2 separate regions of the Sus scrofa genome follow, and region 1 is linked to region 2. The links are chromatin contacts, called in public Hi-C maps. All regions are on one chromosome and are shown on one strand. Each heading gives the region's core, a stretch centred on a gene start, on an enhancer-like site or on the middle of the called end of the contact. The rest is flanking DNA. Distances are from core to core; before and after follow the strand shown.

Evidence for each region. Hi-C and Micro-C count contacts between places; a contact is called where the count stands out from the background.
Region 1: a contact with region 2 is called in a Hi-C map of skeletal muscle, with 3 times the contacts expected there. The contact joins two enhancer-like sites. A contact is called at or near these places in 2 of 47 Hi-C or Micro-C datasets (heart right ventricle and skeletal muscle) and 1 of 2 datasets of contacts at active chromatin or transcription factors (skeletal muscle).

What each region holds. Positions count from the first base shown.
Region 1 is chr7:87,167,325-87,173,526 of Sscrofa11.1, forward strand. No RefSeq gene overlaps it. Among named protein-coding and RNA genes, the nearest start is that of SLCO3A1, 67 kb to the left of the region's middle. Within about 2 kb of position 3,752, at least 11 of the 83 cell types and tissues checked have an H3K27ac peak or open chromatin away from gene starts, as enhancers often do. A contact at or near this core is called in skeletal muscle, where this site is marked.
Region 2 is chr7:86,963,101-86,968,975 of Sscrofa11.1, forward strand. All of the region lies in intron 2 of SLCO3A1 (solute carrier organic anion transporter family member 3A1), which reads right to left. Among named protein-coding and RNA genes, the nearest start is that of SLCO3A1, 140 kb to the right of the region's middle. Within about 2 kb of position 4,446, at least 30 of the 83 cell types and tissues checked have an H3K27ac peak or open chromatin away from gene starts, as enhancers often do. A contact at or near this core is called in skeletal muscle, where this site is marked.

The sequences.
Region 1 (6,202 bases), core at 2,502-5,001, 200 kb after region 2:
CAGGAGAAATAGCTCCTATCTGCTCTGTGATGCACGAGTAAAAATGTATCCATCATATATAGTCAGAATTTTAGGAGTAAGATTATCACTGAAGATAATCTAGTCAATCTGTCTGGAAGCCATCTGGTCTTGGGGGAAATTTTCTTAAAACTCTGTTTAGAGTTCAAAAAACTTTTGAATCTTTGATTTGATGCTTTTCCTCAGTTTTCCAATGTTTTTCTTAGTTATATCTTCAAACACTCTTTCTGTTCCATCTTTTTCTTCTGGTGCACCAATTGTCCAAATATTAAAAATATCATATCTTCTTAATGCATCTCATATGTTTAATATAAACGTTTATACACTTTCATGTTTTCTTCTCTACCTCATTTAATCTGAATAGATTCTATTAACCTATCTTTCAGTTCACTAATTATCTTTTTTACTGGAGCTAACCTACTCATCTACTAATTAACTCATCTAGTGGGTCCTTGTTTTCATATTTTCAATTCTGGAATTTCCATGAATCTCTTATTAAAATGAAATGCTCTAATGAAATCCTCCAGCTTGTCACATTTTTCTGTTTTATTTTTTCTCTTGATTTTAAATTTTTAGTCACTTTTCCTAAATCCTAGCATGCATGGTAATTACTTTTTTTTCATATATATATATATATATATATATATTTTTTTTTTGCTTTTTAGGGCCATACCTGTGACACATGGAAGTGCCCAGACTAGGGACCGAATTGGAGCTGCTGCTGCAGGCATTTGCCATAACCATAGCAATGCCAGACCCGAGCTGCATCTGTGACCTACACCACAGCTCACAACAACACCGGATCCTTTACCCACTGAGAGAGGCCAGGGATCGAACCTGCATCCTCATGGATACTAACGCTGAGCAATGACAGAAACTCCGGTAATTTCTTTATTGAGAATCAAATATTGGTTATGGAAAATTATTGAGATCAAATGACATATTCTTCAATAGAGAATTAATTTTTTCTTTCTGCAGGCAGTTAGAATTGAGTCAGATGTCTTTAATTCAGTTTATGATTGAGTAGTTTGGACAGTGCTTTCAGATTTTGTGAGGGATGGTATATTTCCTGTTTACCTTTGCTCCTAGGGTTTATGCTTTGTATGGTTCTAACTAGAAGTCTGGGGTGTTTACCAGAGCTCCTTCTCTTTGGTGAGCTCTGACCTTCAATTGCTGTCTTTAAGGCTCTATGAGATTACCAAAATCTCTTCTTAGCCTCTCAGCCTCTTAGACACCACTTTATACACTCTTCTTAGTCTCTTGGCTCTGAGCTGCTTTAATATTAGTAAATGCTTCAAGAGGAAATATGTCTAGAATATCAGACTCACATTAATGTGCTTTTCGTTTCTGCTGCTTTTTTTTTTTACAAGCCAGTATCTATTTCTTTCTCATGGCGATCTTTTCTTATTTAATGATTTCTTTTATTGATATAATTGACATATTACATTAGTTTCAGGTGTACAACTTAATATTTGTGAATAGTGTGAAATAATCACAAAAATAGACCTAGGTAACATCTGTCACCATACAAGTTAATAATTTTTTTCTTGTGATGAGAAGGTTCAGAATTTACTTTCTTAGTGACTTTTAGGTGACAATATAATATTTAGTTACCATGCTGTACATACTATCCCCATGACTAATTTTATTACTAGAAATTTGTATCTTTTTATCACATTTACCTATTTTATGTACCTTCTGGCTCTGGAAACCATCAGCCTATTCTACGCTGCTTTGATAGTGTTCCAGTGCCTTCAAATGGAACATTTTCTGCAGTCATTTGTCTGTTCATGTTTTCAACTTGCTCCTACCTTTGTCCTGAACTACTGGTCCTGATTCTGTTTGTGTACTCATGTCTATACATTCCTGCTCCTTTTGGCTTCAGATCTTTGTACCCATTCTCCCACTTGGAGCCTCACCTCACCCTTCAGCCCTGGAGTTTGAGTCTGTTCTCCCAGCCAAGATCATGCTCCACTCCTTGACTACAATTTCCATTTGATTCACTTTTTTGTTACACTGCTTCAGGTCAACAGCAGTGGTGATGAGCAGAACAGATGGGATAACATGGAGTCATGAAGATGGATGGTTTGGCAGGAATGCTGGACATATTCAGCATCCCAAATGTTCTCATTCCCAAGGACTCAGCTTCTTTCCTATATTTACCATTCAAGTTGTTCACTATTTTACTCTTTGTTCTCCACCCAACCCCTCTATGGTACTTTCTTCAAATGGGACTCTAAAGACCCTTTGAAGCTCACCCCAAGTTATATTGCTACATTACCTGCATGTGATTTTGCTTCTATATGTCATTAACATGTGGTCTTGGATCCCATAACAAGACAACCAGGTCCAATCTTCATGGTGACTTCTGCTCTACAGGCCAGATTCTAAACATTTTTTTTCCTCATTTTTTTTTCTTCACTCCATTGTATGGATCTCAAGAATGTAGAATTTTCATGGAATTTTACTCTATAACACCATTTCTGTGTCTTCAATTTATTGACTAGGACTTGCCTAAATCCACCAGATTAAAATATTTCTCCACTACATCATGAATAACATTTATAAGCAAAATTAACCATACAATTTTTCCGTTAAGGCCTTCTAACCACATAATTTTATTTTTAAGACTTTCTAACCTTAAATTATGTACTTAATTTTTAGCCTCGTAAATATCCTTATTCTAGTACAATAAATTCCCTTTACTTAATGCTATCTATCAAAAGAAACAATGACATTGAAAGCATATTTTCCAAAAGCCAAATCTATCTTTTTATTTCCAGTTGAATAATGCTGCTGTGGTACTGCCCTGCCCTCCATCCTTCTAAGCCAGGGATTGGCAAACTACCGCCTATGAGACAAATGTTGCTCTCCAATTGTTTTGGAGGGGTCTGTGAGCTAGGAATAGTCCCCCCCCCTTATTTTGGCCTCACCCATGCCATATGGAAGTTCCCAGGCCAGGGATCGAATCCAGAGTTGGAGCTGTGACCTCTGCCACAATTGCAGCAATGCTGCATCCTTAATCCTGCTCTACTACAGTGGGAACTCCTACTTTTCACATTTTTAAATGATTCTGTAAGTACCTGAATTTTTTTCTTTGCTTTTGCCTCTGGACCTGTTAAACCTAAAGCATTTATTATCTGGTCCTTTAAAAGAGAATTTTCTGACCCCTTGGAGAGCTCTGAATGACCCTATGCCTTTAAGGCACTAAGTAAGGTGACAGAGGAGGTTAAAAATCACTGATTCTCTGAGTGCAATTGCAGGATCATAGGTTGTCTTTGTTGAGGGTCACCAAGCTGGGCTCTACTGACTTTGAAACAAAGGCAAGATGATTCTTCTGGAAAAGTCGAACTAAAAGGTCACTTATGTTGCATATGAAAAAGTTTTGGGAAAAAACGTGTTCTTCACCAAAGTGATCATTGAAGTTTCCTCTCTCATAGTTACACAGTGTCAAAGACTCAGCTGAAAACAGAACTGCCCTTTCCAGTGCACAATCGGTTTGGTTTCCATAGTTAATAATCTTCCAATCTCACTTTTCCAGGCTGGGGCAAATGGAAAGCAGTGGGAGAGGGAAGGCAGTGCTTTGTGAGATGAGACATTTTGGAATCCAGTCCATGGTTTTGTAGGCTCCAGAATATGACTTCTTTTTCCATTCAAGTCTGGTCAGGCTCTTGGGCAATGACTCACAGTAATTCAACTCATGACCAGATGCCAGGTTGTTGATTTGCACTGGGAGGAGGACTTGTCATGAGACCCGGGGTTGGCTATTTCTGCTGTTGGAAGAACTCTCTCTCTCCATGAGGGTGGATTGATTCAGGAGGCCAAATTGAGGTTGTTAGCAAGTTCTGCAATGAACTTAGAGACACAGATGGTTTTTAAGGCAATTTGAATTATATTCTCATAGTCCTTTAGGACATTTCTACCTAAAAAAACTCGAGTTCGTCTAGAACAGGGTTCAGCAGACTATGACCAGGGGGCTGGCAACCTGATTTTGTAAATGAGGTTCATTGAAACACAGCCAGGCTCATTTATTTATGCATTGTCTGTGACTGCTTTCTCCAACAGAAACTCTATGGCCTACAGAGCCTAAGAGATTTACTACCTGGCCCTTTAGAGGGAGTCTACTGATCCCTAATCTAGACTAGTATTTTTTAGGCTGAGTTTTAACCAAATCAAGTTTAAGAATTATAATCAGCATTTTATTTCAAGTAGAATGGAAAAGAATAGAACATATCAGAGTCCCTTTTATTTTCAAGGTAAGTCTTATCTTGTGAAATTTTTGTTTTTGAATGCTGTAGTGGTTAATTTCAGGTGTCAACCTGGCTGGGCCAAGAGATACTCAGAAGTCCGTGAAAGTGTGTCTGGAAGAGATTAAGCTTTGGAATTGGTGGATTTAGGAAAGCAATTGCCCTCTCCCAAAGTGGGTGAGCATCATTCAATCTCTCAAAGGCCTGGATAGAATAGAAAATGTAGAGAAAGTTTGACTTTACTCTCTATCTGACTGATTGAACTGAGGCATTGATCTTCTGCCCTTGGCATTCCTGGTTCTTAGGCCTTCAGTCTCACCCTGTAATCTATACCGTTGGCCTTCTGGGACTCTAGCTTGCAGATGGAAGATTATAAGAATTCTCAGTCTTTGTAATTAGGTGAGCCAATGGCTTTTTAATAAGTATCTTTATATACCTCCTGTTGGTCCTGTTTCTCTGGGGAATCAATATATATGTACACACAGAGACATATGTATATAGATCCTGGCTCCACAATGTAAACTGATTTTTTCTTATTGAAGGTCACATCAAATAACGTTTCAGGAATTCCCGTCGTGGCGCAGTGGTTAACGAATCCGACTAGGAACCATGAGGTTGCGGGTTCGGTCCCCGCCCTTGCTCAGTGGGTTAACGATCCGGCGTTGCCGTGAGCTGTGGTGTAGGTTGCAGATGCGGCTTGGATCCCACGTTGCTGTGGCTCTGGTGTAGGCTGGTGGCTACAGCTCCGATTAGACCCCTAGCCTGGGAACCTCCATATGCCGTGGGAGCGGCCCAAGAAATAGCAAAAAGACCAAAAAAAAAAAAAAAAAATTTCAAAAACACTGACCTTAACAAATGTCTTCTCTTCTTAGACAATTTGGAGAAGAACTGAAGAACTTTCCTTTTTACTATCATTATTATTCATAATTTTTGATAATAGTATTGTGTTACATGGTCATTTTTAAATGTCTTTCACACAGATCCCCATAAATCTTCACACTAAACTGGTGAAAAAGAGCCTACTACCCCTTAGGTAGAGCTGAGAAAACTATGGTCCCCAGAGTTCAGCTGTCTTGTTAAGGTTGAAGTTTGTTTTGAGAACCCTGTCTTCTGACTCATTGTCCAGGGCTTTTCCTATCATGAACTGTCTTCCTAGAGTCTAAGAAACTCCTTCCTGTTTGATAATTGCTCTAAAAAGGTTTTAGGATTTTCAGGATTATCTTTTTTCTTTTTTTTTCTTTTTGCCTTTTCTAAGGCCACTCCCTCGGCATATGGAGGTTCCTAGGCTAGGGGTCTAACTGGCTGGAGCCGTTGGCCTACACCAGAGCCAGAGCAACCTGGGATCCAAGCCGTGTCTGCAACCTACACCACGGCTCATGGCAACCCGGGATCCTTAACCCACTGAGTGAGGCCAGGGATTGAACACACAACCTCATGGTTCCTAGTTGGATTCGTTAACCACTGAGCCATGACGGGAACTTCCAGGATTATCTTTTTTATATTGTTTTTTGTGCTAAAGGCTTTGGGATAAAATGCCCTCAAGATGCCTCTTAACAAAACCATCCCTATAACTCTCTGGAAGGCCAAGATGTAGCAGCTTCAGAGTGTTTCTCACCACCCCTCCCCTGCCCCTATGGAGGACCTACAAAGATAAGGATCTTCTACTACATGGCAAGACTGGGAAAGTGGAGTGACAATGACCCACCTGGACACTGCTTTGCCTCTGCCCTCCCCTTCTCTTCCAAGGGTAGAATTTTTTTTTTTTTTTTTTTTAACTTGTCAGATATGTGGCGGCACTGGGAGGTGGATAACATCATTTGGGAGACACATTTTTTTATTCTTTTTGGCTCTGAAAAATGTCTTCTGCTTTTACCTTGTCAGAGAACTAAGAGAACTTGGGTGGGAGCAGAAGAAGCAGGAGTGGACTCCAGGTCCCG
Region 2 (5,875 bases), core at 3,196-5,695:
AGGGATGAAGACATATCAGCAATACAAACACAAGTAAATAACAAAAAACAAACAAACAAACAAAAAGGGCAGGGCCTCATGTTTCCCTAGTAAGAGCTTTCACCAGCCATATTACAAAGTTTAAAACAATGACCAAAAAAATCAGCATAAACAATGTGAATTATAAAGAAAATAACTTAAAATACGGATTTATACTCAAAATCATTTACAATAAACATCACTCAAGTGTACATTTTTGTCTTGAGATATCAGTAGATAGTAGAAAATGATCAGGATTAGTTAGACATTTAAAAATATTCGTCTTTATCTCTTTTTATGTACATTTTGGCTTGTTCTTTAATTTGTATTTTATATGAACAAAGAAATCCAAGTATGAATGTATACGTAAATAAAAAGTATTATTGGTACTTACAGAAACTTTCACTGACAGGTTTAAGCAAAACCGTTTGGAAATCCTTATTTAGAGACATTCCCATAAATATACCATCTTATCTCTCAGAAAAAGGCACAATGGTATCTAGACTTTGTGGAAATTTTTCTCTTTTAAAATTATTCACAAATCTCCCATAAGATGGACAGTTGAATCCTCCTGGAAATCCATTTTAAACTTTCATTTTTTTCTTTACTTGTGAAAACACAGCTGAAGAAAGGTTATCAAATAGACCTTTCTCTCCTTTTGAAGCTTTGGAAAGAGTCTGGAAAGAGGATTTAGGTCTCTGCGCTGGGTTCCCACCACTGCCCCTTGAGAAAAATCAACAAATTGGGTAGCCCAGCAGCTCATGGGGCGGCCAGGCAAGCCAGCAGAAACGAAGGTGCAGACCCCTCTTTTCAAGGGGTATGACCAAGAGCACATCTGACCCTGCAGCTCCCAGTCTAGATAAACAGAACCCTTGTTTGGCTGGGAGAGGGTCAGAGGTGCAGCGGCTGAACTGGAAAACCAGGGAGCCAGAATCAAGTCCACTCTCACGAGCATCTCACCTCTTCCATAGCAACCGTGTCTTCACTGTCCTCCTTTGATTGATTATCTAGTTACCATAGATGGATTCACGCCATAACATATGGCAGCATCTAGACCCAAATTAGGGTGCTGCTAGGATTCAGGAATGTACCACGAGTTGAGGATCTTACCGCAGGGCTTCTACAATCAGAGATCTGTACATGTGTTTGTGAATTCCAGCTGCCCTCCATCCCCTTTCTGCTCCCACGGCAAATTTCATGTAGCTCTCACACTTCCATCCTTCAACACTATTTTATCGCTTTTGGTCACAAACATTAAACCTTGATTTTCGCCAAGTTACAGTCCCCACAGCCTTCCCATGCCACAGCCAAACAAATGTGCTTTTACTGCTTTGAGGAAATAAATAATTTACTTTTAAAAGTGTGCTGAGCACTCAGAGGAAATTCAGCCTCGTGTTTCCTCCTGATGGGTTTCAGCTCTCAATCTGTCCAAGAAAGTCAATTAAAGATTAAGTTGGAATTGGAGAGAAACTGTTTCCGCTGGCTCAGCTGGGGCAGCTCACCCACTAGACCAGACAAAGGATAAAGACGAAGGATAAAGACCCACCTTTCCTCACAGGGGCAGCCTAAGGATGTCTCTAGAAATAAATAGCTACCACTCCCCCTGCCCAGTGATTCTCAGGGCCATGCTTCAAGAAAAATGTGGGGAAAAAGCACCTGACCTTGTTATCAAAATTCTTAACTGGACAACATTTCTAAGATGGGAATGTTGTAAGAAATGAAATGCATAGCACCCAGGACCTTGCCTGCTCAGGTTACTGATTCTACAGAAAAATCAAGTGCATCTTGTAAACCACAACTTGTTAAAAAATAAAAATAAAAAATGACTGCTACGTCTGACTAGCCCTCCCCCCGGCCTAATGGACCTAAGTCCGGTGCGGGGTGGGGGCGTACACCGAGAAGATACTCTACTTTGGATGCAGCCTGTCTTTCGCTGCTGCTCCTACAGACACACATAGGGATGCCATTCTGAGAAGGGACAAAGCCCTCCAGTGCCTGATCTGTGGCTGATGCAGGTAAGTCACACCTGAGTCCTGTTCCCCTCATTAGGTGCGGTACAGAAAACCTGGGCTTGGGACTCACAGGGGTGCTTTCCTGATCTAGCTGTGTGGTTCTGGGCAAGCCCGGGCAGCACCTGCCCACCAGCATTCACTGCATGCCTCCCGCAAGGCTGGTGGACAACACCTGTCCTTCTGCCGTGCTTATCCTGTGTTTTCCAGCAACCCAAGCCACTAGTGATTCTGGGGTATTAATCTTCTTCACTAAAGGCTGTTTTCTCAGATACTCAGTAGAGGGAGCCGGCTGGTGGGAGCACAGAATTTCAAGCCCCATTGTACCCTTCACCCAGAAGACTCTACTTTGTCATTTACTATTTTGGATGCCCCCCTAAGATTTTGTTTCATTTTACTGTTTCTTTTTTGACCCCAGCTAAAAAAAAAGGGGGAGGGTAGTTATCTCTCTACTATGTGGGCTTAATCTCATTAATTCTTCAAGGAAACTTCAACAGGGCTCTTAAAGCGTAGAAGTGATAGGGATGGAGTAAGCTAGTTACAGAGGTACTTGTAGAGGTCCAATAGGGGACCAATAGGGAACTTTGGGAAATCACTGTAAATTAATAATCGCTCAAGAAAGCCATCAGAATGAAGCAGGCTTACCACCAATAAAAGCATGAGCTATGCCTCAGGTCATTGCCCTTAGGACCAAGGGCAGGAGTTTAAGGACTGCCCTTCTATTGATTTGAATAAGCACCTAGACCATCCTAGTTCGACCTTATAGGGTCAATTACTCTCTTACCGGATGCTAAGGTGGAGCTGCTACTCTAAGAAAGATGAAGAGGCGGTCTTTTCCGACCCCTACCTTCCCTTAGATGATAAAACTCTAGCCCAGCTAATCCTCAGGACAGAGCCTCCTTGCCTGCCCACTTGTATCTCTCCCAAGCATCCTATCTTAATAAATCTATGTCTTTCCTATCACTTTGTCTCTCAATGAATTCCTTCTGCACTGAGGCACAAAGAACCTGAACCTCAGTTAAGTCCAGACACCAGGTGAGTGATTCTAATTTAAAAACTGTGGGTTCAAGTTCTAAACTGGGTTTGAGTCCTGCCACATGGGTTCAAGTCAGTCTGGGCTCTGGCTTGGTTCAAGTCATAAGTGTTGTCAGTTTCAGAAGTAACTTTTCTTACAACTATTTCTCATACAGCCCCCCCGACCCCCACCCCACAAAGCCAAGGCCAGACTGTAAGGTTAATTCAACAGGCACTCTTGCGTGTGAGCTAAGTTACACTACAGAGAGCTGGGGCTTTGCTCTGATCACTGAGTGATCCAGTGATGCAGCACAAGAAGCCATGGCTGGCCTTCCATCTCAAGGAACATGTGGTTGGCATGACCTGTAGGTGGTCCTTTTCTGGCAACCATCAACTGTTTCCTGCCACAAATTTGGCAGGATCTCCTCTGGTAGCTGCCTGAAGTTGGGAGAGCTTGGTCTGCCAGCTAAATCAGGGTCTGAGCCTGGAGTGCCAAGGCTTTGTGGCAGGGGCCTCCTGCTCTTGTGCTGATGTGGGTCACTTGGTGGAGCAGCACTGGAGTGCAGAGGAATGCATGTAGAGCCAGTAGCTCTGTGCCTGGCACGCAGCATCCAAACTCACTCCCTAACAGGTGGCTTCTCTGAATAGAAATGAACACCATCTTTAGGCAATGAGCTGTGCTGGGTGCTGGGGAGGGGCTGGCAGTCCCCAGGGAGTTTAGATCCCAGGGCAGGAACTGAACATTTAGCTGGATGCCCATATTCTGCAGTGCCACGGGATCTGTTCCAACAGTTTTTCCAAGAAAGAATAGAGGGAGCCTGTAAAGGGAGGGACCCGTTTCTTTTCAAAAGAGGGTGACCTCACAACCTGAATTGCCCAGGCACTTCTGGTATGTGAATTTTGTTTTGAGACAGTCCAGGGTAAATGATAAATCCTATGATGGCCTTACAGAGGGAGGACTTGGCACGTGAGCTGGTCCTTGAAGGAAGCAATCCTTGAGGATGGGGGCGGCGGAGCAGGGGTGGGGGAGGAAAGAGCTGGAGCAAAAGCCACTAGTGTTTGGGAAATGCTGAGGAGCCAGTTTTGGCTGGAGCACAAAGGGCACAGGGAGGAGTCGGATGGCAGGTTCCCAGGGGCCTCACAGGCTGAGTCAGGTTTGCTTCCCCTTGGTTGATGATGGCGTCCCAGTGGAACTTTCTGAGAAGGACCAGGGGGCTCAGAGGAGAGGTTTAGCACAAAGGAGTGGAGGAATGGGAGGACAGAGCCAGGAGAGGAAGGCAAGCCTAGCTGGACAGGAACCCTGGCATCCCAAACATCTGGCCCAGCCCAGCCCAGCCGCTACCCAGGTCTCCGCCCTCCCTGGCCGCCTGGGATGAGGAGTCCTGGCTCACCCTCCCCGTTGGAGGCAACCCACTCACCACTTCCTGGATGCACACTGTTCCCAGGATGGGCTATTTTTGGCCCTCCCAGGCCAGTGTTTGACAAGAAAGGCGCAGCTGCTGGGCACTGACCCACTGTTCCATAAAGGGCCTGAGTTATGGTCCCCTGGAGGGCATGGGGTGGGGGAGGGGGTTGCTCCTTCCTAGTGCCACCTTGCACGTATCTCCTGGGTCTGGGGAAAGACAGTGAATGGCCTTTGCTCGGCACATGCTGAACCCAGAAAGCTGTCATTCCGGGGCCGTGTCTGCTCACGGATCGCTAGTGGCAGGGGACACTCACATCACAGTGACTCTAGCCTGCCCTCTGTTCAACCACAGCTGTAGCCTGTTAGGGAGAACACTGCCTAGGGAGGCAGAGCCTGACCAGTCCCGCAGAATAATCCCTGAGCAAGAGGGATTTATAGTCAAGGAGTCAGGTTTAGAAAGAACCCACTCAAAACAAGCTTAGAAACTTCACACAGACTGAGCTTCATCCTAGCCTCTCACCCACCTCCGCTCCATCACCCTGTTAATCCACTCACCATGTTATGCTTGGATTGCTTTAAAACTCCCTACTTTCCCAGCCCCCAAGTTCTTGCCTCTCCAACACATCCTCAAAATCCAGTCCCCAGATGACTGGCCCTTTGATGACAAAGTTAAATCTTAAATCTCCCTTGATGTTGCAGTGCAAGGAATAGTAAAATATACGTTAAGTGAGAAAATGAATGAATGCACAAAGGAATGAATGGACTGACTCAGGCAGCTCCATCTGGGCAGAAGAGGGTCTTCTCCCAGCAGCCTCCTTAGAACTGTGTGGGGTGGGAACCACATGGTGCACAGCTAAGGCTGGGCAGATTGGCAGAGGATACATCGAGGGCTCTGAAGGAAACCAGGCAGTGGATCCAAAGGAAATGTGCAAACCCAGCCTCTCGAATGCTTCCCCTTTATTTTTAGTGACACCACATTTCAGAAGGTGAAACTCAGAATGCATTTCCCCCAGGAAGACACCTGTTCTCTTTGTTTGTGAGAGCAGACCTCAAATGGCAGAGGTGAGGCAGACAAGTGTGGGCAGAGCCGATGAAAGCCACGATCCTCACCAACACTTTGCGCCTCGGGAAGAAACTAACGATGATTATTACACTGATGATGACAATAATATATGGGACCATTTAGTTAGTACACACCAGGTGCAAGGCTTTCTGCTAAGTGCTTAACACGCATTAATTATTCACTGAATAGTCACAATACTACTAGGAGACAGATACTATTATGATTGCTGTTTTGGGAGGAGGTTTAATGAGATTATGCATCTTGCTTGAGGTCACATAGCTGGTAAGGGTAGAGCAGTGATTTAAACCCAAGCTGTCTGATTGCAAATTTATCAGTACCGTGCACCATAGCACCATTTAATTTTTT